Linked DNA regions of Muntiacus reevesi: region 2 is linked to region 1. Evidence: chromatin contacts called from public Hi-C data. All regions are on one chromosome and are shown on one strand. The core of a region is the stretch at or near the end of the contact, and the rest is flanking DNA. Distances in the headings are between cores, read along the strand shown.

Region 1 (2,999 bases), core at 258-2,757:
AACCTGAAATTAGCTATTTCTCCAAAGTGATGGTTTTCAAAGTGTTATTGGGGAGACTCTGGGAGTCCCTGTGATCCTATCATGGGGTTTGTGTGGTCACAATTATTTTCACAAAAATACTAAGATGCTATTTGCTCTTTTATACTCTCTTTGTCTCACAAATATATACAGAGCTTCCCAAGGTTACATGATGTATGATATTATGATTGAATGTAGAAGCAGCTATAAGAATTCTGCTATCATTTATTAAGCCAGGCATTAGAGAAATTTACAATGGCACTCTTCTAAGTAGTTTTTCTTAACAGATATTTTGTTATTTTTACATGTTTTAATTTCTAATGCACTAAACATCAATAGATATAACCCACATCAACAAACTCTTTGGGGCCCCCTCACAATTTTAAGAATTTAAAGAGATTTATGGAACAAAATGTTTTGAGATCAACTACTCTAAGGAGCCTTGGTTCCTTTTAATGGAAGACAGTATTTAGAGATCACAATCTAGGAGCTAGAGATATTCATGGTTACTGCGTTGGCCATAGTCTCTAGGCTGTTTCATAGGCAAATTTATATATATTACTACTGTCCTCCCTTTTTTGGATAAAAGGTACTATGTACACTTCTCTCAATGTAGTTTTTCTTCACTGAACAATATATGTTTTCAAGCACTTCACTTCATTGCGTTATTTTACAATTTATTCAACTAGCCATTTGTTGAGGATTTCCATATTTTATTATATATGGTGCTGCAGTGAACAATCTTGCACGTACTTTCACTACTATATCTTTAGGATAGAATTCTAGAAATGAGAATACCGGATCAAAGGGTGAATGTGTACAACTCTGCTATATATTGAGATTCTTTTTACTTCTACAGTACAGATGAAGGGCTTCCCGCAGGAGCTGAGCGGTAAAGAACCCGCCTGCAATGCGGACCCCTGGGTCAGGAAGATTCCCCATGAGAAGGGTATGGCAACTCACTCCAGTATTCTTGCCTGGGAAATCCCACGGACAGAGGAGCCTGGCCGCCTACAGTCCAAGGGGTCGCAAAAGAGTCAGGCACGATTTGGCAACTAAACAGTAACAGGAACAGATGAAGGGACAGACTGAGACAGCTGCTCGGGGTCACTTTTCCAGTCACTGACAGAAGACAACGTGTCTCCACAGGCTCTGTAGGTCACGGGAAGAGGAATTCTAAGGTGGGAGAGCAACTAGAGAGTTTTACACTTGGACGTCACATTCACTGAGTCACATATTCTCATTTTTTCAATATCCAGCACGCCACTTCTTCTTCATCATAACCTCTAGTTCTCCGGCCTCCCATAGTCTTCAGGGAACTAAGCGCCCGCCGCCCCGCCCAGCTGGGCCCCGCCCCCGTCGCTTCTGGGCCCCGCCCCCGCCGCTTCTGGTAATTTGGAACAGTAAAGTCGGCGAGGTGCGCAAGGCTTTGCGCATGCCCAGCCACTATGCACAGGTTGGAGTCGCTCGGGGGCAGGAACAGAGTGACGTTATAACGGCGCGCCGCTCCCAGGCGTCCTCGCAAGGTCGCTTTGCAGAGCGGGAGCGCGCGTAAGTGACAAGACCTTGGTTCGGGTGCGCGCCGAGTCCTGCTGCCTTGGTATCCGCAGCGACATGTCGGGGTATACGCCCGACGAGAAACTGCGGCTGCAGCAGCTGCGAGAGCTGAGAAGGCGATGGCTGAAAGATCAGGAGCTGAGCCCCCGGGAACCGGTGCTGCCTCCGCAGAGGGTGTCGCCTGTGGAGCGATTCTGGAATAAATTTTTGCAAGACGGAGCTCTCTGGAAGAACGTGGTGAGTGACCGCCCTCCCCAACCCCACCCCTACTGGCTACTGAGACAACCTGCTCGGTATAGCGGCAGTAAGGACCGACTCGCTCTGCGCCCGGAAGTTCCCCAAGGGAGAGTCAGGTTCAGTCGAGACTTAGGCTTGTCTGGGACTCCGTCTGGTCCCAAGGGTCATGCGGTGGATGTCAGGAGTTCGGAGTTGTATGGCTTTGGGATTGTCCTGCCCTTTGGCTCTCAGGTGTGATGAGAAGGAGGCGAATCTTTGCCTAGATTATACAGGACGCTACAGGTTGGGCTTTTTTTTGACTGCGGAAATCTTTCCTCAGAAGGATGGCCAAGGATTCACTAGAGTTAAAATCCAATGATTTTAGTATCCAAGGACACTTGTGTGATTTTTGAGGTTGAGATTACACAGACCAACTAACACTACATTTGACCCAAAAGCAGGATAAGCCTCTAGCTGGTAATGTAGCTTCATGTTAATTACTGTAAGAGGTCCTATTGATATGCTGTTGATAGCTGTGAAAAGAAGAGAAGTGAAAAGCAAAGGAGAAAAGGAAAGATATACCCATTTGAATGCAGAGTTCCAAAGAATAGCAAGGAGAGATAAGAAAGCCTTCCTCAATGGTCAGTGCAAAGAAATAGAGGGAAAAAATAGAATGGGAAAGACTAGAGATCTCTTCAAGAAAATTAGAGATACCAAGGGAACATTTCATGCAAAGATGGGCTCAATAAAGGACGAAAATACTATGGATCTAACAGAAACAGAAGATATTTAGAAGAGGTGGCAAGAATACACAGAGGAACTGTACAAAAGGGATCTTCACGACCCAGGTGATCAGAATGGTATGATCACTCACCTAGAGCCAGACATCCTGGAATGTGAAGTCACATGGGCCTTAGAAAGCATCACTATGAACAAAGCTAGCGGAGGTGATGGAATTCCAGTTGAGCTATTTCAAGTCCTAAAAGATGATGCTGTGAAAGTGCTGCACTCAGTATGCCAGCAAATTTGGAAAACTCAGCAGTGGCCACAGAACTGGAAAATGTCAGTTTTCTTTCCAGTCCCTAAGAAAGGCAATGCCAAAGAATGCTCAAACTACTGCACAATTGCACTCATTTCACATACTAGTAAAGTAATGCTCAAAATTCTCCAAGCCAGGCTTCAACAGTACATGAACTGTGACCTTTCAG
Region 2 (2,957 bases), core at 420-2,919, 160 kb after region 1:
GTGATGCGTGTTCCCATTCAGAGGAAGGATCACAAACAAGAAGCAGGATCAATGACTTAAACCCTTGAAGTATTTCCTACTCCAGTGGTTCTCAAAGCGTGCAGGGGACTCTAGGGATTCAGAAAGTCAAAACCACTTTCATAATAATACCAAGCTGCTCTTTGCTGCTTTTACTCACACACTTTCAGGAGTACACAGCGGAGTTTTCCAGAAGCGATATGACATGTAATACCTCAACAGACAATGCAGAAGCAAGACATAAGAACCCTAGCTGCTACTTATTAAAACTGATATGAAAGAGATTTGCAAAAATATAGTACAATGACACTCTTCTCAGTAACATTCTATTTTGAAAGGTATGGTTATTTTCATAAACACATATCAACATATAATGCATGCTTGTGTGCTCAGTCATACCAGACTTTTTGCTGCCCCCACGGACTGCAGCCCATCAGGCTCCTAAGTTCATGGGATTCTCCAGGCAGGAATACTGGAGTGGGTTGCCATTTTCATATCCAGGGGATATTCCCACCCCAGGGATCAAACCCACATCTCTTATGTCTCCTGCACTGGTGGGTGGATTCTTTACCACTATTTTCAAATGAGATACTAAATATATTGAAAAATTCTGTTTTAGTTATATATGATAAATATTGAGACACATAACCCACATAAAAGCTCCTTAATATACTAATTTTTAGAGTGTATAGGGGAGTTTGAGAACTACTGAGAGGCTGTTTCTGACTCTCTGCCCCCATCCCCGCAACACACACACACACACACACACACACAGACACACTCACTCACTCACTCCTCCCTGGGTCTGTGAATCTTTGGGATGGACTCTGTCCCCACTGCTGAGACGCTGTTTCCGACTCTCTGCCCCCGTCCCCGCAACACACACACACACACACACACACACACTCACTCACTCACTCACTCACTCACTCACTCACTCACTCACTCCTCCCTGGGTGTGTGAATCTTTGGGATGGGCTGTGTCCCCACCCCTCCCACCGAGGGTCCCTTCCCCCTCACTCCATCTCCCCCTTACCCCTGGTGTGGACTCCCTGATCTGTCGGAACCCCAGGGGGAAATGTCCCTGCCTCGCCACCCCCAGCTGGACGAGGACTCCCCGGCGAGGCCCGCACACCCTCCTTGGGGTAGGACTCCCCGGTTCAGTGTGTCGGGACAAGTCGCAACGTGGATTCTCCCGGCGGCCCCCAGAGCCTCGCCGACTCCCGGGTGAGGCCCTCACAAGCTCGGCGCGGACTGTCCCGGCGGCCGGCACAGCCCGGGCGAAGGAGGCCGAGGAGAGCCATTTCCAGTCCCGCCCCCGTGCTCGGCGCGGCACAGGCTGGGAACAGGGCGGAGGGTCAGTCCCCAGGAACTAGTCCCGATTCTCCCGGCTGCCTTCCCGCTCCCCCAGGTCTCCCTTGGGCGGCCCGGCGCGCTGCAGCCCGGCTCGGGGAGGCGGATCGGGGTTCCGCTGACCCGCATTCCCCCGCGGGGTCAGGGCGGCCGGTGCTTGGGCCCGGGGACTCGCGTTGGGCCGCGTCGTACTCACCGCAGAGTGCGAGGCGGACTCCGACTGGCGCGGGGCACTAGGCTGGGGGCGCTCTCCGGAGCGACTCGAGTCCAGAGGCCCGCGCCGCTCCGCCCCCTGTCGCCGCGGGGCCGCCTGCCGAGGGGCGTGGCCTGCGCGCGGGGCGGGGCCTGCGGGCGGGGAGACTTCGCCCCGGAGGGAGCGGGGTAGCTGGGGGTCAGCGGCAGGAAGCCGCCTCAGGACGGGATCCTCCCATGTGGCCCCAGGCCGGGGACAGCTCACTCTTGGGCGTGGAGTGTGACTGCCCAGCTCGCTGGGAGGGAGCTGAAGGGGCAGGTTAGAAATGCAGCTTTTAAAAATGGTTTAACCATCACTGTGGAGGCTTCCTTGTCCGACACCCCGGTACGCGGTCACCTCCCCTCTCTCCCTTTTGCCCCCACCCCGCCCCCACCTTAGCGCCTGGCAAAGCGAGCCGAGTGGCTGCCGGGACTTCAAAGTTTCCATGGTTATGGAGTGCAGTTTCCGTGTTTAATTTTTTCCTTTTTTTAATGTCTAACACTTCCTAATGCAGGCTGTTCACCTGTCAGAAGTCAGAGAAATGACTGAGTTGACTCAGAAGGCCTTGGTCACTGCACCTACTTTCTATAGGTTGGTTGAAGTTGCGCCTGCTCAGGCAAATTTGACTGATTAGATCTTTAGTTTTCTATCTTGAGTATATGGATATACGGCTTATAGAATGAATAAGTAGTGACTATCCCCATAGGGGCCAACTTGTGTAACATAGCATTTTCAGCTTCCCAGGTGAGGCTAGTGGTAAAGAACCCGCCTGCCAATGCAGGAGACATGAGAAAAATGGGTTCATGACCCTGGGTCGGGAAGATCCCCTGGAGAAGGAGGAAATGACAACCCACTCCAGTATTATTGCCTGGAAAATCCCATGGACGGAGGAGCCCAGTAGGCTGCAGTCCATGGGGTTGCAAAGAGTCACCCACGACGGAGCAACTAACACTAGTGCTACTATATTCAAGTTTGAAGAAAGACATATATACTGTATAGTAAACATTGCTTCCCAGGCGGCTCAGGGGTAAAGAATCCACCTGCCAATGCAGATGGAGATGTGGGTTGAATGCCTGGGTAAGGAATATCCCCTGGAGGAGGAAATGGCAACCCATTTGGGTATTCTTGCCTGGAAAATCCCCATGGACAAAACAGCCTGGCGGGCTATAGTTATGGGGTCGCAAAGAGTTGGACATAACTGGGTAACTGAGCACTCACACACATCACACGCATTATATTTTTGCTATATGGGAGAAGGCTTTCTTCCTACCCACTTTCTAAACTGTTTCCATTCACATTCATTGAGCAAACTTCCCTTGAGTGGACTGGGGTCCCCTTAGAGGGTATGTGGGGA

Evidence for each region. Hi-C and Micro-C count contacts between places; a contact is called where the count stands out from the background.
Region 2: a contact with region 1 is called in a Hi-C map of muscle, with 12 times the contacts expected there. The contact joins the promoter of ACO1 here to the promoter of NDUFB6 in region 1. A contact is called at or near these places in 2 of 3 Hi-C or Micro-C datasets (blood and muscle).

What each region holds. Positions count from the first base shown.
Region 1 is chr17:10,815,263-10,818,261 of mMunRee1.1, forward strand. It overlaps NDUFB6 (NADH:ubiquinone oxidoreductase subunit B6), which reads left to right and starts at 1,508. Exons shown (of 4, transcript XM_065908434.1): 1 at 1,508-1,812. The coding sequence starts at 1,633.
Region 2 is chr17:10,977,417-10,980,373 of mMunRee1.1, forward strand. It overlaps ACO1 (aconitase 1), which reads right to left and starts at 1,670. Exons shown (of 21, transcript XM_065908433.1): 1 at 1,568-1,670.